Linked DNA regions of Mus musculus: region 2 is linked to region 1. The links are chromatin contacts, called in public HiChIP or PLAC-seq maps. All regions are on one chromosome and are shown on one strand. Each heading gives the region's core, a stretch centred on a gene start, on an enhancer-like site or on the middle of the called end of the contact. The rest is flanking DNA. Distances are from core to core; before and after follow the strand shown. Region 1 has its middle 24 kb from the start of Bpgm. Region 2 overlaps Cald1 (caldesmon 1).

The links. HiChIP or PLAC-seq counts read pairs in DNA pulled down with a chosen protein or histone mark.
Region 2: a contact with region 1 is called in an H3K27ac HiChIP or PLAC-seq map of a colorectal cancer cell line, with 6 times the contacts expected there. The contact joins two enhancer-like sites. A contact is called at or near these places in 1 of 15 datasets of contacts at CTCF or cohesin (the NIH/3T3 cell line), 12 of 484 Hi-C or Micro-C datasets (the Ba/F3 cell line, the G1E-ER4 cell line, the HPC-7 cell line and 6 more), 4 of 115 datasets of contacts at active chromatin or transcription factors (a colorectal cancer cell line, embryonic stem cells and extraembryonic endoderm stem cells) and 2 of 9 other capture datasets (adipose tissue and pancreatic islet).

What each region holds. Positions count from the first base shown.
Region 1 is chr6:34,448,950-34,455,463 of GRCm38.p6, forward strand. No RefSeq gene overlaps it. Among named protein-coding and RNA genes, the nearest start is that of Bpgm, 24 kb to the right of the region's middle. Within about 2 kb of position 4,557, at least 32 of the 459 cell types and tissues checked have an H3K27ac peak or open chromatin away from gene starts, as enhancers often do. A contact at or near this core is called in the NIH/3T3 cell line and a colorectal cancer cell line, where this site is marked.
Region 2 is chr6:34,746,316-34,753,022 of GRCm38.p6, forward strand. All of the region lies in intron 5 of Cald1 (caldesmon 1), which reads left to right. Among named protein-coding and RNA genes, the nearest start is that of Gm38787, 17 kb to the left of the region's middle. Within about 2 kb of position 4,381, at least 70 of the 459 cell types and tissues checked have an H3K27ac peak or open chromatin away from gene starts, as enhancers often do. A contact at or near this core is called in the NIH/3T3 cell line and a colorectal cancer cell line, where this site is marked.

The DNA of each region.
Region 1 (6,514 bases), core at 3,307-5,806:
AAGGTGCCCACACCAGGTCAAATGAACAAGGGAGCAAGTTAACCTTGCATCATAGTCTCAGACAAAATATTTCCTGATACACACAGTAGATTTCACACAAGGATTCATATAGAAAAGGGATAGGAGATTTGAAGGTAGAAGTGTTAAACTTTTTATTCCTTTTTATTCACTTATTCAATGTCTGTAGGTCAAGTGAGGATTTGAAATTTTTAGGAAAAGTGGTCTTCAAGTTCTAGAATAACAACCGAGTCAAATGCTATACTCCCCAATGTCAGAGGTGTCCTCTCCAATAAATCTAATGAGCAGCTACTAACATATTTCATAGCTGTGTGAACTCCAAAATTGGCAAATTTTAAGTCAAATGGGATAATGCTATGCTTTGGTAGATTTTTCTGACATGTGGGCTGATTCTAGGGTCTCACTCAAGGTATTTTCCACATCTGTCATTGTATAGTCATCTTAAACCTGACTATTCTAAGTGCTGCTTTCTCTCCTCTCTCACTGTAGTCTGCTTAGGAGTAGTAAATAGCAGCCTTGTTGGAGTCTGGATGCGATGCTATAATTCTCTGCAATGACCTGTGTAACCCCCTTGAGTGTCTGAAGTTAAATGGTGACTGTTAGGATGCATGCAGTCAAGAGAACAACTTGAACTGAGTGGCTTAACTTTTAAACTAGACAGTTTCAAATACTTGGCTTTCTCAAGTCAGGCAGCTGTTTTCAAGCTTACAAAGACTGTTCCGGAGCATCTTCACTGAGCAATTTCCTGCACCTGGTACTTCAATGGCCTGTATGTGCTTGTAGGCCAGGGAAACACTTGGATGTTGCTATCTACTTGTTGCTTAAAACTGACACATCGAAGCAGTGTCCTTCTCAGCTTCCCAACTGTTTAGAGTCCCTGAGAACTTTTTCCAAGCGAGATTTCCATTCAGGAATTCTGAATCTGTGGTCCATGCAGTCCACACCACAGAGGATCCCCTGAAATCATTTGGAGAAATCTGCTGTCTTTTTTTCCACCCACCTTTAAAATGCAACATCTTAAAAGGGTCATGTCCTATGAATATAGAGCCCTTGTTCTGGGCAAGGGACTTCCTTTGCTTCTAGGCCTGTCCCTTCAGGAGTCCTCCCTCCTCTCGGAGCTCTTAAGTCACTGTGAGCTGTTCTTCCTCAGACTTCTCTCAGGAAATTTGGAGTTGATAAACATTTGCTTCCTGGCTACTTTGTCCTTGACCTTGTAAGTCTTTGGTCAGCTTGGAGGAATTCCCTTCTTTACTTCCCAAAAGCAAGACGATTTCTCGAGACTTCTTTCAATCCTTGGACTATATTTCTGCCAGCCATGGGTGTCAGTGGGCGTGAGAAACTCAGCACCACGGCGTTGCCAGCAGCCCAAGGAGTCTTTCCAGAGCTTTCTATTCAGACGAGGCTACAGAACTTTAAAGTCATTCCTTTGATACTATTCCCACTTACTACTCCTCCATTGTTGAGATTTCTAAGTGAAAATTTCTTTCAGCTCCTCAGATCTGTTTTTCTTGTATCAAATAATTTTCCTCCTTTCCTGTTGACTTTGCTGCAGAAAAGAATTTCAGGGTGAGTCTGTGCAAAACAGAATTGAACTTGCCTGATAGATTGGGGCTGGGCATGTGGTTAGGTTGGCAGGTTGTTTGCCTAGTGCCATGGCCTTACATGGCTCCAGGGACAGACCTAATCGGGGGCATCGAGGGAACGAAGAAAGACAACACAAAATCTGGGTCTCAGGTGGACTAGGCTCTCTGCTGGAGTCACAGCAACACCCCAGAAGTTAAGAGTGTGTATTCTATACAGCTGAACCAGGAGGCAGTTTATATCACATTCAGATTGACAAGAAGGCAGAGGTTATAGTATACATCTGGATCAAGGAGACAGGTTTAGCTAATCTCAGTAGGAGCAGGCTCTGTAGGGAGCAGAATTCAGGATGTAACCATCTGGGAGGGGTGGGAGGATAAAGCTGTGGTGGATATTTTCTGAGCACACTGTCAGCATTCACACCCGGACCAGAAAGGACGGCTTTTCTTCTTCCCATGAGCCTCCTGTGGCTGTGCCCAGGTCAACAGCACATATTCACTAAGGACTTCACACACTCAGGGCTCCCTCCACTCCGAACAGCCTAGAAAGCATGCAAGAAGTCCTGGATTTGATCCCCGGGTGCTGCATGAACTGTGTGTGTGGTATGTGCCAGCATTCCCAATGCTCAGAGAGTAGAGGTAGTAATATCAGAAGTTCAAGGCCATCTTTAGGTACACTACCTGTGTGTGTGCCAGCCAGCTTCAAAAGGGGGGAAAGGAGGAGTTCTAACATAGATTTAAGCATATGAGAGGCACTTCGGGAAAGGGTGGTACACACTGCAAATGTGGGTGTGGATATCTCACATATGATGGCTATGTGTCTTTACAGTAAGACATATTATCTATGTATATATACACACATATATATGATTTTGTGGCTTCTGAAATTAAGTTTCAAATGGTTGTTAAGAAACTTGCTCTTTTTCAATAAGTCATCTCTTAGGGTGACGGTCCCAAGGTCAATGGAATCGCTACTATATGAAGCTTTTCCGAAGGGAGCTACAACATATGATTTTCCTGTTAACAAGGAAACACTCTTGTTTGTGAGAATCTCAGAGAATTGCAGGCTTTCAGCTGGGAAAGCAGTACAGCTTTGTTCACTAAAGCTTTAGGCATGGATCACTGATATTTTAGTATTCTTATTGAATATTTCTCTATAAAAGGAATAGAGTCTTCTTGTAGTGAGCTTTCAGAGCAGTTTAATCTGGTGCCAGAACAGCTAGCATGAGACACCCCTAACTTTGTACAATCCTGGGGACTGAACCCAGGGTCTTGTGCGTCTAGACAAGCCCTCTATAAACAAGCTCCATATCCAGACCGACAGTTCTGCTCTTTCAGGCTACATTTCTTTGGGGTTTTGTTTGCTTTGCTTGGTCTGCTTTGGGTTAGCGGCCACAGCTTGCTGTTAACTTGTTTTAATCTTCAAGCCAAAAGAAATTCTGAGTGGGTTTTTTCCATTTTTTAAAAACAGACCAAGTAAAGGACTTTTCATAATCAGTAAATTCCATCTTGTTGGATTCATTGTCTCCATGATAGACTTTGGCACATTACTATCCTGCTTCATTGCAGTACCTATCTTCTTACAGGAAGCTCTATTTTCCAATTATGGTCTTTATTGAACATACTGCTAAAATGTTTGTACCATTCAGTTGGTACAAAGTTGCCTAATATATAGTCTAAGGCTTATTATTAGATATTTTTACCATAAAAAAGAAAGATCTTTCCAAATGCCTGTTCAAGTCCACATACTAAGTTTATGCTACCTCTACTCCATCTTCCAGGCCAGAAACCCTATCTACTATAGGATGGCTTATTCACAAAGGTGAATACTGTGGTCATCGGCACCTGACATATAGGGCCCCTCCAGAACAAAGACACATGCTAGAGTTTTCAAGAATTCCCTTCTGAGGTGTTATGCATGATATCTGGTAATGGAGAGGATGGACTTCTGGAAGACGGAGGAGACAGAAGGAGACAACCATCCAAGACTGGGACAAAGGGAACGTGGAGAACGATGACCAAGAAGCACCAAGGGCTCATTGGAGCTCAGTGGTTCTAAGTTTAAAGTAAGATAAGTCCTTATGGGTATTTCTTTCTCCATCTCTGACTTAGAATAAAGGTGAATTCAATATAACCTACATTGTATATACTTTAGCACACTACTACCTAACAGCTTCCAGCATGTAATTTTTCTCCAGGAAGACATATAGGAATCTGGTAAGAAGTATTTTTCCAAAGATCACAATCTCAAATTTCAAGTATTAAGAACAGGTCTGCATGTAAGCTTATTTGGGAATAAGGTCATTGCAGATTGACTAAATTAACAATTGGGATATTAGATGATCCTAGATTGAGGGTAGGTCCAAACCCCACTGACTGGACTCTTTATAAGAGAAAGGAGATTTACGGCCATCAAAAGGCAACTTGAGGATAGAGGTAGAGATTAGAGTGCTGTTTCTTCAAGGACCAACTTTGCAAGTCACTTCCAGAGGCTAGGAGGCTGGCACTCCCCAAATAAACAACCCTGTTGACTACTTGATTTCAGATTGTGTCTTATTCAACTGAGAATAAACTTCTGTTGTTGTGAGTCATAAGTTTGTGGTAATTTACTGTGGTAGTCCTAGAAGCTGAGACAGGGAGGAAACTCATACTTCAAGAGTAAAGTGTAAAGAAAGTGGTTGGGGAAATGCACTAGGAAGTTTTCTTAAGGTTAGAAAAAGAGACTGGCACCATCTGAAGTTCCTGAGACCTTATGACATTTCCCGTAGGGTCCCCCTAGAACCCCATGACTCCTCCAGAAGCCACACACAGCGACAGCCTGGGAACCCTGCGGTTATTTTGAGTCCATTGTCCAATTTCCATGAAAGTATTTATAAATATTTTGTTCTCCAGGAAGTCGTATCCCTATGGCTTACTCAGCCAGTCTGGCTCTGCAGCCCTGACACCTAGCTTACAGTAAGTCGGGGCTAATTCTGTCCTGGAGGAAGGCAACCTCCCACACATCTGGATGTCTCTGGGCTCTTGACTCGTCTCATCTGGAATGAGAAGAGTCAGCAGCCAACACCACACTGTCATGCTTCTAGTCACGGATGCTTGCTTGATTCTAGTGTCTGCCTTGGTGCCCTCAGCCTCCCTAGGGAGCCCCTGCTTATCCTTCAAGACTTGTCCCAAGATCTGCTGCTTTGTTCATGCAAGCAAGGCATTAATTATAGTGTCTTTTGTTTTTTTTTTTCTTACAGAACTGTGAATTTCTATTAAAGAATTTCCTAAATTCTATCATGGCTTATTTCTACCTGAAACATTGAAGGAGTCATCCTGACTTGTGAATCACTAGCCCTTAGCTTAGAATCCAGCTCCACACCTTTCATATAAGCCAAGGAAAGTTATAGCAAGAATCTACAGCAAGCACCCTTGATTTTTTTTTTTTTTTATAAAACATGAAACTGCAGTGATTGAATTTCTTCTATTTGAGATTACAGGTTATTCAGATTTGACAAAGAAACAAAATGGCATAGAAATTAGTGCAGCTTACGTCATCTGAGTCGGGAGTTTAATGCTTTGCCATTGTGATAAGAAGAGCCTCTTCCCTGCAGAAAGAAATGGCAATGACATCCCTTGGATCACCAGCTCCTTGAACACGTGACAGGTGGGTACTCCCTATTTGAAGTCAGCTTAGCAAAAGCTTCCCAGAATTCATCACCAGAGAATCACACTGAGCCACACTGCCCCTATCCAGTCAATGCAGGGAGTGAAGCTTCCACAGAAGATGGTGTTCCCTCGGGTGCTCTTGTTCTGCACTTTATTCAATGGTCCCTTTTCATCGTGTTTCACTGGGGTTATATCACGCATATTTTGTATTTAGAAATATTCAGCATGAATCCTTAGCGGTATTCAAACAAAATTAGATTTCTGTTCCAAGCAGCTAGGCTTCTATGCAAGCATGCTCTGTGGGAGATGTAAAAGTTCCAGTAAACAGGAGCTGTGGGTAGAAACACTGGAAGAAGTTTGGGGGAGGTAGACTCATGTGTTCCCATGGGGCTAAAACCATGGGGGACGAGCTGGAGACCCCCTTTTTTGTGATTCAGGCTAAACTCAGACTTATAAAGGAGTAAGAAACACATGACTCATCCTCTCCCTGGCCATTGTCACTGTCTCTACATCAAAATCTGCCGGAGACTCACAATGCAAACCAGATGCTGCACAGCTACGGATGTCTGCACTAAAGGAGCTCCCCAGCAAGGTGGCCCAAGAGCGTCACATGATTTCACATAGCACCCATCACATAAGATTCCCATCTTCCCATTTTGTTGACCAAGAGCTTCTGTCATGTCACATAGGCAGAAGCTTGTGACATGCCCAGCCTATAACTCCTGACATACAAACCTCCCAGAATGGACCCTTCCAGAGAGCAAAGCCTAAAAACAGACCAACAGACATTCGTGTAGTGAGTACTGTCACATTGAAGAATAACCGGCCCCACTATTCTTCCTGATGCACACCATATCCAGAAGTATACGGACTTCAGGCTGAAGTAATCCTTATAACAGCTTAATATATATTTTAAAAGAAACTTTTTAGTTTAGTTAGGCTATTTGGTTTAGAGGAGCTAACTTTGGACCCAGTTCCAGTGGCAAAAGATTCTCCCTTCCCTGTACCATCATTAGGGACCTTAAATAGCATATTTTATTTTCCCTGAACAGGTTAAAGTTTTTACCTCAGAGTCTTGCTCTGTTTTAATAAACTCTTTGCCTGGAGGAGGATTTGAATCTGAGCTTATGCTGAGCGTTGTGCCTCCCTAACAGGACTTTCTAAACACCTGAGACCATTCCAAACTGAAGTTTTCTCATTTGATCCCACAACCCCAGGGCATTTTCCTTCCTCTTCCTCTGTTTACACTGATTTATGCTGAAATGTAA
Region 2 (6,707 bases), core at 3,131-5,630, 300 kb after region 1:
AGGGAGAGGAGGGAGGCCGAGGAGAGGGAGAGAAGGGAGGCCGAGGAGAGAGAGAGGAGGGAGGCAGAGGAGCGTGCAGAGCAGGCGAGGATCCAGGAGGAGCAGAGAAGAGTGGCTGAGGCACAGAAAAAGGCCAAGGCAGAGGAGGAGGAGAAGGCAAGGATAGAAGAGCAAAGACAGAAACAGCAGCTGGAGGAGCAAAGGAGTGAGAAGCGAGAAGCCAAGGACAAGGGGGAGAAAGGAGCCGAGAAAGCAGACAGGAAAGGAGTGAATGAAAGGGAGGCCCCAGACGACAGACTTCAGACAGCTGTCCCAAAGACGCAGGTACAGTAAGCACTGTGCACCTACTGTGTGATGCCTGTGACTCATGAGAAATGCAACGCACACCCAAGCGGGGGCTGAGGCCTCGTGCACGTGCTTCATCAGTTGGCAAACTATTCTTTTTTTTTTTTTTTTCAGGCCATAGCATTACCCAAGCATGGAGCAATTGAACCACAGCTGAGAATGCAATCGACCAAATTAATGAGACAACCAGAAAGAAATCAATTGCTTGGTGCTTGGGTGCTGTGGTTATTAAAAAAAAAAAAATGAATTAGCCCAAAGATGCTGAATGTGGTGGGTTTCTGTCAGCTTGTTTGTACATCTGCATCTGAACTCCCTCTGTCTGTCACATTCCCTGGGTGTGCATGAGGCAAGAGGCCTATACTTCTCACCTCACTCCGGTGTTTGATAGCAGTTTTTATTTTTCATTTTAAAATTAGGGGCTGGGGAGTTGAGAAAAAGAATTAAGTTCAGACATTTAGTCTTAGACAAAATTATAAATCCTTTGAAGTCAACTGGAATCAAGGAGATTGTTGGATGCTCCCCCAACCCCGACAACAACAAAAAAGAAAAAAAAAAAAAAAACACCTTTAAAAGCCTGACTTGCCATCATGTAGACCTGGGTTTAATGTAGACTTGCAGAAAACCATTGGTCTTGGGTAGGGCCAATTAACAACTGATGGACAACTGAGAGTTCACAGTTTGTTCCCTTTTGCTATGTGGCTCAGGAAGAATAGGTAGGGATAGCAGTTGGAGAAGGAAGTATAAAATATAAACGTTTTGTGGGTTTTTTTCTCTATCTGCAAGGCTGCATGAAAAACAAACCCTGTAAGAGCTGTAAAAGACAAGAGAACCGCTTGCACGCTCACCTCTCCAGAGTGAGCCCTCTGCACTGCCTCGCACTGAAGTTGTTTTCCTCCCCTGCTTCTATACCCAGGGCTCATGCACATGGCTGTAGTTGAGAAAATCCTGAGCAGGATGTCAATGCCTGAAACACCATGTCATGCTAGATTCCAGTGAGCACAGTGGGAGGCACAGGAGGACAAGAAATAGGGAGGGGTTGGGACATATCACCCCTGATGACAAGCCACTAGCACCAGGTACCACTGGCACCAGGGGGTCTGAGTGTGTCACTGAGATGGGCCACAGCGACATCACAGCCCACGCGGAGTGATCTGAACACCCTCTCACTCTTGCAAGCTAGACAGGGCTTCTATTTACGTGAGTGACCTTCCCCGTTCTTGAAAAGGAAAAGGAAGAAGAGAAAGGAGTTAAAGGGCAAGCTCAAAGACAAAAGCCTCGGGATGACAAGCCTGCCTTCAGAAAGGAAGAGGTAAATGTCTTTAAGAATAATCATATCCTAAAGCCACGCGGAAAGCAGCAGGCCTGGATCTGATCTTGGAATTGCAACCCCTCCCCTGTGGTTTCCAGACTGTGGCTCATGAGTCACTGATGAGATTGTATAGGTGCCTCCAAACTAATTAATCAGGTTGGGGACATGACCCAGTGAGTTAAGTGCTGGTCACTCAAGCAGGAGGACTCGAGTTTGGGTCCCCAACACCCACATAAAAAGCTGGGCATGGTATAGGGGAGTGTCTGTAATCCCAGCTTTGGGAAGCAAAGACAATAGGATGGGTAGGGGATTCCAGGGACTCACTGGCGGCCAATCTAGCCAAACAGTGAGCTCTGGCTTCTCGTAAGACCTTGTCTCAAAAGTTATGGTAGACAGCAATAGACAACACCCAAAATCAACCTGTGCCTTGCACGCACACACACACACACACACACACACACACACACACACACACACACACACACTTGTACACACATATTCATACACACTCTTATATCACACACAAGCACACATGTGCAGACAAAGTCATATACACTCATACACCATACACATATGTACTTGAGAGTTCACAAAAAGGAAGCGGAATTGAAAGCATCCGAGGGCACGTAGGCAGTTGTAGTCCAGTGTTCTCACAGAAATTAATTGTCTTTCTTAGTGTTTGTCACAGTCAAGAGCTCGGACAGCCCTGCTCCTCAGTCTTGCCTACGTCCTGCTCTGACAGTGTAACGTTGGCTTCTGTGAACCCTTCGCGGCTTACATTGCAACCGTGAAATATTTCCAGCTGGCTTTGATTAACACTTTAACTTTTTCATGAAAAAGCACACCCCCACCCCAACCTAAATCTCAGTAGAAATTTTGGTGAGCCGAAGACGATGATGTATGATTCTCAAAAGCAAAGCCTGGCCACATCATTGCATTAATGAGGCACACACACAGGGGAGCAGGTACCAGGATGCTCTTAGGTAAGTAAGGGAGGCTTCTACACACAGGTGCCATAGCAATCCAGCATACAGTGCCAGGGCAGAAAGCCTCTCCTGGTTCTAACCAGCCTGCCTATGCTAGCCTCGGGTGACACTACAAACTGCCATGTCATCCAGTAAGTTCAAACCGTTGGATGTGGTGACACAGAACCAGGAGACATAGAAATGCCTGAATTATGTTTCCCAAGAGACTGATGAAACAATCGGTAGCCATTGGGTACTGGCCCAAATGGAATCCCACTACAGGTCTCTGTTAGAGCATCCATTAAGAAAATCCAGAGCTGTAGGAAAATTCCATGTTTAGAAAATAGAGGGCCATATTAAGTAGCATATGGGTGGTTCCCTTAGGTGGCTTTGTAAGAGTCACATAAGACCCTGTATATTTACTTGAAGACTTACGTTCCTCTCGACTTTAGTAGAATGTGTGGTTTGACCGTGAGCCCTGGCTATCTGAAGGAGGGAGGAGATGCAAATACTGATGACCCGGAAACTGAATTTAGCTCTACCAGGCAGCTAAGGAGACGGCTGAACACCCTGGACTGTGTAAAGGTCCATCTGTACGACAAAGCTGTCTCAGAACCAAACTCAAATAGTGTCAGACACGGGAAGAAAGCGTGAGATCTGCAACTCAGTGGTGAAATGTGGGCAGAGGGCTTCAGTAAATACCCTCTGCTGATGTGAAAGTTCATTTAGGCCAGAGAGTGATTCACTTTTAATGGCCAAAGCATCCCACGCCTCCATCTGAGTCAGAGGAGGCTCATCCTCAGTCATCCCTCTGCCTCTTCTCAGATAAGGGAAAGTCCATGGTATCAGTCAGACACCCCAGGGAATAGCTGCTTTCCAGTCCCTTTCCCAGTGTCCCTTTCCCAGTTTGCCGAACAGCACATTCCAGGGCTCAGAACTTCCGGCTCCTTTTTTATACCAGGCTAGATAATCACCTCCAATCAGCCTTTTCAAAAGATCAATTTTAAGATCTTATCATTGTATATAGATAAACTGCGACTGAATGGATAGAGTTCTCCCTTCCCAACTAGCTGGACTGGCGTGTTATATAGGCAATTTAAAATCATTTAGCATGATTCAGACATTTTGAATAACCCTTTCCTATTATGCCCTCCCTTCATTTCTTTTCTTTCTTTCCTTCTTTCCCTTCCTTTTTTCTTTCTTTCCTTCCTCTCCTCTCTTCTCCTCTCCTCTTTCTTCCTTTCTTCCTTTTGTTTGTTCTTTCCTTTTTTCCTTTCCTTCCTTCCTTTCCTTTCTTCTTTCTTTTATCACAAAAGCAAGCAGAAACCTTTCCTGGCAGGATTAGGGATCCATACAACATAAGCAGCTAGGCCAATCGAAAGTGAACACAAACATTCCTCTGCCCTGCTAAGGGAAGCATTTCCCAAAGTCCCTCCAGTGCTTTAAAACACAAACAAATAAACAAATCCCCTGTATTCCTCCACCGCAGCTGAGCTCTGTGGCAGCCATGGAGTGCAGATGATCTCTGACTCTGAGACATAGTTAAGTTTCTGTCTCTCCTCTTCCATTACAAGCTGTCTCTTTTCAGTTCTTCTATTTGGTTTTGTTTTCTTGGCTTTTAACAAAGAGAGAGAGAGAGAGAGAGAGGGAGAGAGAGAGAGAGAGAGAGAGTCAGTCACAGGGTCTTTTGTGACTTCGAATCTAATATTCCTGTCACCCAGGCCCACATGTCCTGAACAGACAGTGTGACCATAGCATGCATGTGCATCCAGGAATTTGGTTAAAGAATGACTCAGGCGCTTTAAGCTGGAGTCTAAGCTCTCTGCTGAAGGTCTAAGTTGTCCATGAGCCAAATTTCAGGAGCAAGGAGCCAGGAGGACATGTGTGGGGTAGAGCAGGGATCCAGATGAGGATTTGGGGATCTGAAGCTCATGAAGGCCTGCAACTGACATCCAAGTCTTGCTGTTATTCTGGAACTTTGTCGTGCAGAGTAGCATGACTCAGAGACTCCCGTCTCAGGCGGGTCCATGTGTTCCCTTGGGCTCCTGAGTTCTCTCCAGCTTAAGGTCACGCCTCCTAAGTTCCCACACCCCCATATGCTCATGCTTTCTACCACTAAGTAGCCCAGCTAAACGGAGTCTCATCCAAACATCTAAGAATCTAGAGGCTGTTTAAAGTACAGCCATGTTATCTGTGAATGAAGAGACCTGCTTGCTCTTTCAACACTTGTGACCACCCAGTGACCTTTCCGCAGAGATCTTTCTTGGTGGTAACATTCCAAGATACCTAAGAGATCTAGTTCCCAGCGACTCAGAAGGCTGTGGGCTTGCCATGAATTTGCCATAGAATCTAATCCACTCTACTCTTTAAACTAAAATTTAAGGATCCCCTGGAGTCTTTTATTTATTTCTCAGGAGAAAATAACTTTCAGTCCAACGCTAGTCATCATTATTACATTAAGAATGTTTCTAAGAAAGTTTTCCCCCTGAGAATATGAGGAGACCACCCACCAAAACCCTTCCCAACAAGTAGAGTGGGAGACTCTTCTTCTCATAGACATCTAATGCTTTTACAAAGCTATTTTAAGGTTTTGTTTTGTCTTTTTTTTTTTTTTGTTTTGTTTTTTTTTTTTTTTTTTTTTGGCCAGTAAATCTGATAATACCTTTTGGGGAAATGAAAATATTTCTGACTTCAAAATAAAAGAAGTGAGTTAAAAGAAATTTACCTAAGCAGTTGCCACCATAAACTGTAAGACTTGACTCAGAATTTGTTTCATGGGTATCCTGGGAATATCTCCCCTCACCTCTATATTTGTATTCCCAGATACATATTAACCAGGGTGTGAACTCTAGGCCATGGTGTCTAGGACTCTATCCAACAGTGACAGGCCAAAATGAAACTAGACTGTCTCCTCCTGCCTTTTCAGTGACTACCAATATGTTCTAAAGGGCAAGGACAGCCACCAAGCATTCTACTCTCTACACTGCTCTACAGGGCCCAAGCCTCCTTCTCTCACTCATAATCATCCAGGGGCCAAGAGGACAATAAGATGGTGGGATGTGGAAAGTGATCACTTCATCTCACTATATCTTGATGAGATTCCCAGAGAAACTGGGTTGGTAACAGCCCTAGAATCAAACGGCCTCCTTGGTCGAAGACAAATCTGCCAGAGAGGACATGGCGGCAGCATTGCAGCTCCCCCTCTTTAGCATCCAAAGGAGAAAATAACTTTCAGACAAACGCAAGTCATCATGATTACATTAAGAATGCTTCTAAGAAAGCTTTGCCTGAGAATATGAGTAGACTGCCCACATGTCCCTTAGTATACATGGACACCCATGTATATCCCGCCTTGTAGGGAAATCAAAGTCTTAACTCACTGGAGCAGTGTTGGTGAGTAGTCCATCCATGGTGATTTAATACCATTTAAGGAAGATTATCAGGCAAAGGGCTATAAAAGGTAGTCCGTAACACTGCCATTCTACCTTGTAAAACATGCCTTTTAGGAGTAAATGTCCAGAGGGTGTCAAGAGTCGCTGGAAAGCAATGAGTGGTCAGGTAAAGAGAGACAGTTATGGACATCCTAGAAGCCTTGTTTTCTCATGGTCTACCTTTCCTCTTCCAAATATTTCTGCTGAGCACTAGCTCTTTACGACTATCTCAGAACAGTGGCGGTCACTCTCTCCTGCTCATGTTTTAAGAATGGATGAGATAGTAATCTGAACTCTCTGCCCATCTCAAAAGCCATTTTGAAATAATGTGTCTTATCTACCACGAAGAATTTACCACACAACAACCACAAAAATACTTAGGTCCACTTTCCCTCCAGATAGCCTTTCTTCTGTTATCTGCAATGATCACAAACCCACTTCTGGAGGTCTAAATCTTTCCTGCCAATGGATATCAATCAGTGTGTACACTAGAACTATCCCTGTCCCCTGCTAATTTTAGTGATTTATGTGGCTTCAGACACGGTTCTAAAAGTTAGGTTTTATTACCTCCTTGGGACACCATTCAAATTTGACCAAAGCACCAGAAATGGCAGATCTGGACCACCTGCTGGCTTTCCTCTTACTTCTTCCTTATTA